Regions from separate parts of the Zea mays genome. Here region 1 is linked to region 2. A link is a contact called in public Hi-C data. All regions are on one chromosome and are shown on one strand. The core of a region is the stretch at or near the end of the contact, and the rest is flanking DNA. Distances in the headings are between cores, read along the strand shown. Region 1 holds the start of LOC103636230 (Protein PLASTID MOVEMENT IMPAIRED 1-RELATED 1). Region 2 holds the start of LOC103637423 (myosin-17).

The links. Hi-C and Micro-C count contacts between places; a contact is called where the count stands out from the background.
Region 1: a Hi-C map of tassel shows a contact between it and region 2, with 3 times the contacts expected there. The contact joins the promoter of LOC103636230 here to the promoter of LOC103637423 in region 2. A contact is called at or near these places in 13 of 25 Hi-C or Micro-C datasets (ear, endosperm, leaf and 3 more) and 2 of 3 datasets of contacts at active chromatin or transcription factors (leaf and seedling).

The regions. Positions count from the first base shown.
Region 1 is chr8:159,041,833-159,044,652 of Zm-B73-REFERENCE-NAM-5.0, reverse strand. It overlaps LOC103636230 (Protein PLASTID MOVEMENT IMPAIRED 1-RELATED 1), which reads left to right and starts at 1,311. Exons shown (of 2, transcript XM_008658584.2): 1 at 1,311-2,820. The coding sequence starts at 1,596.
Region 2 is chr8:158,815,792-158,818,491 of Zm-B73-REFERENCE-NAM-5.0, reverse strand. LOC103637423 (myosin-17) reads left to right here and starts at 1,292. Exons shown (of 47, transcript XM_020542474.2): 1 at 1,292-1,797; 2 at 2,510-2,638. The coding sequence starts at 1,795.

The DNA.
Region 1 (2,820 bases), core at 62-2,561, 230 kb before region 2:
TTAAAATGCGGGGACAGAAATATCAGCGTAAGTGGGCCGTGTGTCATTAAAAATTGACAACTGAGAAACCCAGGAGAAAAGCATGCACGGATTACGTTGGCCCACAATAGCATAGCATCTGAAGACTGGAACCGAGCACGAAGTAGTGGCAGTACCAACGATAAGCAATAATGCGCCTCCACAAGCCATTCAAATTCAAACTGGTCGCTCCCGAGTCACGACTACTCCAATCAAAAGTGATTATGTGCCCGTGCACAAGTTATTAACAGCGCCAGAATTAGAGCTTTCGAAAAGTGACCGCTCGCTAAAACCAGCTACCAACCATCACGGAGCCAGGAGGCAGGAGCCATCGTGATCCGGATTAGGCCTTGTTCGTTTGTGTCGGATTGGTGGGTCGGAACGATTGCTAACTGGATTGTTTCTCTAATTTATATAAACTTTGTTTAGCGGAACGATTCCGGGTGCAATCCGACGTAAACGAACAAGACCTTAGTGAATCAAAACGCTCCCCAAGCTAGTCTAGCATATGCGTTGACAGAAACCTCGGGGCCACCTACTCCCTGATGTTGACGCACACCTAGCAGCATCCGTCGAAAATGACACTGACAACAAAGTTGCCGGGCGAGAAAGAATTAGCATTGGACTTGATTTAGTTGGAGCTAAGAAAGTTAGCTCTTAAATATGGTTCGCTTAGTTAGTTGGTTAAGGCCAGTTCTAATGCTCAACCACATATACTATACGTAGAAATCACGTTTTCATAAAAAAATTACTTTCTACAGCTAGCAGTTTCTATACCTATTAATTTACGTGAACACTAAAGGTAGAAACTACTACCTCCTTTCGTTTATATATGACGCTGATCAATTCAATTTTAAACTAAGCAGCGTCATATAAAAAAATCGGAAGAAGTACTGTTTTAATAAATAATTTTTCTAGCATGATCTTTTGTTCAATCACAAACATTTTTCCTTTGAGAAGGAGTATCTCCCTGAATTCTGTAAATAGTGGCCTTATTTGCCTCCTCCTCTCCTCTGAGTACACGATTTGTTTCCAGTAAAGCTCTTTGATGGATGGATGGATGGATGGATGTATCCTGGTCCCGCAAGTTTGGAATCAATAATATTTTCCTAGTACAATTGAAGCGGGAGTTTATGGCTCCAGTTCAAATCCACTACGTCCGTTATTCGTTTCCATTCAAGAGCTCGTCAGTCGTCTGCGACTGCACACACGACCACGGTTTTAACTGAACAAAACAAAGGAAACAAAAACAGCTCAGTTTCGAATTGGCCCTCAATTCCGACTTCCAAATCATCAACGCACTACCGTGACCAACCCACTGAAGCACCCCATCCTCCATCCAGCTCACAAACAAACAAAGCGACGAGCCGAGGCAAGCGCATTGCCCACGCCCAGCGGAATTCGAATACCCAGTGCAGTAGCAACGACAAAACAAAACGCACCACCAAAGCAACGCATCCCCCGCTCCGCTCCCCCCGTCTGCGTCTGCGTGCCGTCCCCACGTCGCCGGCCGCGCCGCCCCATCAAATCGCTTCCCGAAATTCCACCAACCCGACCCATCCCCAAGCGCGTCAGCTATGTCGTCTCGTTTTCCCCACGTCGGCGGCGGCGACCGCCGCAGGGACGACGCGGGTGACGCCGCCCTCGCCCGCGACATCGTCACGCTCCACAAGGCGCTCTCCCTCGACCCCTCCGCCCGCCGCCGCCGCTCCCTGCCGCTCCCATCCCCGTCCCCCGCCGCCACCGAGCAGCAGCGCCACAAGCCCCGGCTCAAGCCCTCCTTCTCCTCCTCCTCGTCGCGCAAGCTCCTGCCGCCCACCGCCAGCTCCTCCGCTTCCACTTCCTCGTCCTCATCCTCATCTTCGTCTTCCTTCTGGAAGAAGTCCCTGACCGCCATCTCGCACCTGGGCCGCCGCCGCGTCGACTGCGCGTTCGCGCTGCACGTGCACTCCGTCGACGGCCTCCCCGCCGCGCTCGATGGGTCCGCGGTCTCCGTCCACTTCCGCCGGATGTCCGTGTCCGCCTCCACCCGCCCCGTCGCGGCCGCCCTCGGCGCCGCCGCGTTCGAGGAGGCGCTCACGCTGCGCTCCCCGGTCTACTTCTCCCGCGGCGCCAAGGCCGTCGTCAAGTACGAGCCCCGCGCCTTTGCTGTCTCCGTCGCCGCCTCCACTCTCGACCTCGGTAAGCACGAGGTCGACCTCACCCGCCTTCTCCCGCTCTCGTTCGACGATCTCGAGGACGGCGGCGACTCCGGCTTCGGGAAGTGGAGCACCAGCTTCCGGCTGTCCGGCCCCGCCCGCGGCGCGCGGCTTAACGTAACCTTCTCTTGCTCGCTCCTCGCGGGCGGCGGCGCCAGCGAGCAGCACATGGGCGGGGAAGTGGCGGGGCTGCGGCGCGGGTCGATGGCGCGGCCAGTGTCAGTGCAAGCGCCGACGCCTTTGCCCGCGCGGAGCAGGGACGTGAGGGTTCTCCACGAGGTGCTGCCCAGCTTGAGGTCTGCCAGGCCGGTGCCTTCTTCTGTTGCTGACGGGGTTCCTGATGCGAGGAAGGAGGAGCTGGCAGCACCGGACTGCACGGAAGAGGGGTCTCCGGAGGCAAAGCACTGCACATCGGTAGAGGTTAAAAAGGGGGACTCGGTGCATCCAGATGGCGATTGGGGCACGGTGGAGTTCAATGTTGTGGAGCATGGAGTTGAGGTTGCTTCAGATGACCCGCAAAGGCTCAAACATGTGGAAACCAGCAATGCGGCTGGCCAGGAGGAGGATTCAGGGTTCAAAATTGACGAAGAGGGATCGTTCAAGC
Region 2 (2,700 bases), core at 43-2,542:
GCAGGTCAACCCGTGTTTGGTTCAAAAAGTTCGCGAGTTAGGTTGGTTCTGGGTCAAAATAATTCTTTAAGATGCAGGTTCTAGGGATTCCTCAAAAAACAAGCGAACCACTTCGACCCATTCCCTCTCCACCCCTCCTTTCACCCACGCGGCCACACCATATCTTCACCCAAGTGCAGCCTGCGGAGGGGCGCACCACCGCCGCCGGCCTGTTCTTTAGTCATCGGCTCCCCCGTCGGCCTGCCCTTCGGCGCGCTGCGCCCCGACCATGCCCGCCGTAAGAGTTCTCCGGCGTCGGCGTGCTCTCCAGTCGTTGGACTCCCACATCGATCTGTCCTCCGGCGCGCTACGCCCCCGTCTACGCCTCCCAACGACGTTGTTGTGCTGTGATCAGCCCCTGCCACCATCCACCAATACCACCTCCATATCCCCTACCGACACCACCAGGTGAGAAGTAGCGGCCCCATCTTTTGTTGTGCTTATGTATTTCTCAAATTCTGAAATAGTGTTGGTTTCATTTATTTTGAATGTTGTAATCTCATTTGGAATTAAAGATATCATCCTTAGTGTTCTCCTCGCCCCCCACTCCGGCGTGTTCTCCGGCGTCGGCGTGTTCTCCAGTCGTTGGACTCCCACATCGATCTATCCTCCGGCGCGCTACGCCCCCGTCTACGCCTCCCAACGACGTTGTTGTGCTGTGATCAGCCCCTGCCACCATCCACCAATACCACCTCCATATCCCCTACCGACACCACCAGGTGAGAAGTAGCGGCCCCATCTTTCGTTGTGGCTCCCCTCGCCCCCCCACTCCGGCGTGTTCTCCGGCGTCGGCGTGTTCTCCAGTCGTTGGACTCCCACATCGATCTATCCTCCGGCGCGCTACGCCCCCGTCTACGCCTCCCAACGACGTTGTTGTGCTGTGATCAGCCCCTGCCACCATCCACCAATACCACCTCCATATCCCCTACCGACACCACCAGGTGAGAAGTAGCGGCCCCATCTTTCGTTGTGCTTATGTATTTCTCAAATTCTGAAATAGCGTTGGTTTCATTTATTTTGAATGTTGTAATCTCATTTGGAATTAAAGATATTATCCTTAGTGTGGTAATGTGACCAGGAAGGTGATATTCAGTTCATCCTTCATTCATCCCTCATCATGAAACCAAATAAGAGACGGTGCAACTCGAACCTAATTCAACCCGGTAAGCGGTAACCAAACAAAAAATTAGGTTTAATTCACCACTTAAACCAAATAAGAACTAGTCCCGTTCAACCAACAAAAATGGATCAGTTTCGACTCAACCCACCCCGTTCCGGACCAAACGGCAGTAGAAGTGTCGCGCGCGTGCAGCCGGGCTGGTGCGGTCGTGGTGACGACCCGATCGCGAGCGGGCGTCGCAGATTAATCCCCATTTTTCTAATTGCGTTACATGACGCCCGGCTGGCTTCGCCTGGCCGTGGGCTGTGGCTCCCCTCGCCCCCCCACCACCTCGTCTCTCTCCTCCTGTCGTGCCCGCGGTCGCGTCCCCTTCACCACCACCCCACCCGCCTCCGCGTCGCTTGTGCTGCTGCCACCGCCGTGAGCCTCCACCACGGGCGCCACGCGTTCCCGGGGGCGGATCGCGCTGCCGCAAAGGCGATCGGCGAGTGACCCAGGGGAGGAGATCGCCCGTCGGCGCCGCAGCTGCCGCCGCAGACCGAGCCGCGTTTCCTCCCGTCCGGTTCCATCGCAGCTCCTGTCTGGGCCAGTCCGTTGAGGCAGGGCGGGGCGGCTCGATCGCCCGCAGATGAATCATGGTGCGTCGCTGGCCCTTATGTTTCTGTTTGTTTGTTATGATGCTGATGTGTCCGAGTGCGAGATTGTCTTCTTCCGTTGGCGTCTGTTTTTGGCTGGGTTTGGAGCAGTATTCTGTGGTTTTGCAACTCGTGTTTTGGGGAAAGTGAAGTGAGTTTGGAGTTGGCCTTTTCCGGAATTTGGAGCTTTCAATTCAATTTATTGAAGCCACGAGCTGGTTCGATTTCTCTGGTACATTTGTTGGATAAGCTGAATTATAGTTTTCTCGTGCAAAAGCAGAATGGAGCCATCACAAGTAGCTCATTTGCGCTGGCAGTCCGGATCATGTCAGAATAACTGAGTTCCGAGCGGAATAACATGTTAAAGCACTAGCTCAATTTACTGGGTATATTTAGCCATATGGAGTTGAATGAAGTAAAGTTCAGTTAACTCTGGGGGATCAAACGAACTGTATAAGGCCCTAATTTGCTCCTGGTTTAGTTTCAGGATAGAAATGGACATTGCTGTAATAAGCTATACATTACATGCGATCGGACCTGGATTATTATATAAGAAAGTTGATGTGTAGTCGATATACATGTTCTGCTCTGTGAAACCCACTTACTTTTTGCAGTCCATTGAGGTGCAATAATTTGATGCACATGTATGCTAATCTGCTGATCCACCTGGAATGCAATTTCACAGGTTAAATCTGTCGCTTGTGACATTTTGCAGGCTTCAATGTTAAACATTGTCATAGGTTCTCATGTATGGGTGGAAGATAAAGACTTGTCCTGGGTTGATGGTGAGGTATTCCGAATTGATGGTCAAAATGCCCATGTTCACACAACCAAGGGGAAGACGGTATGTGTTGCCCTGCTGCTGAAGTCTGTCACACCCCTGTTTAGTTTGCTTTTTAGTTCTTC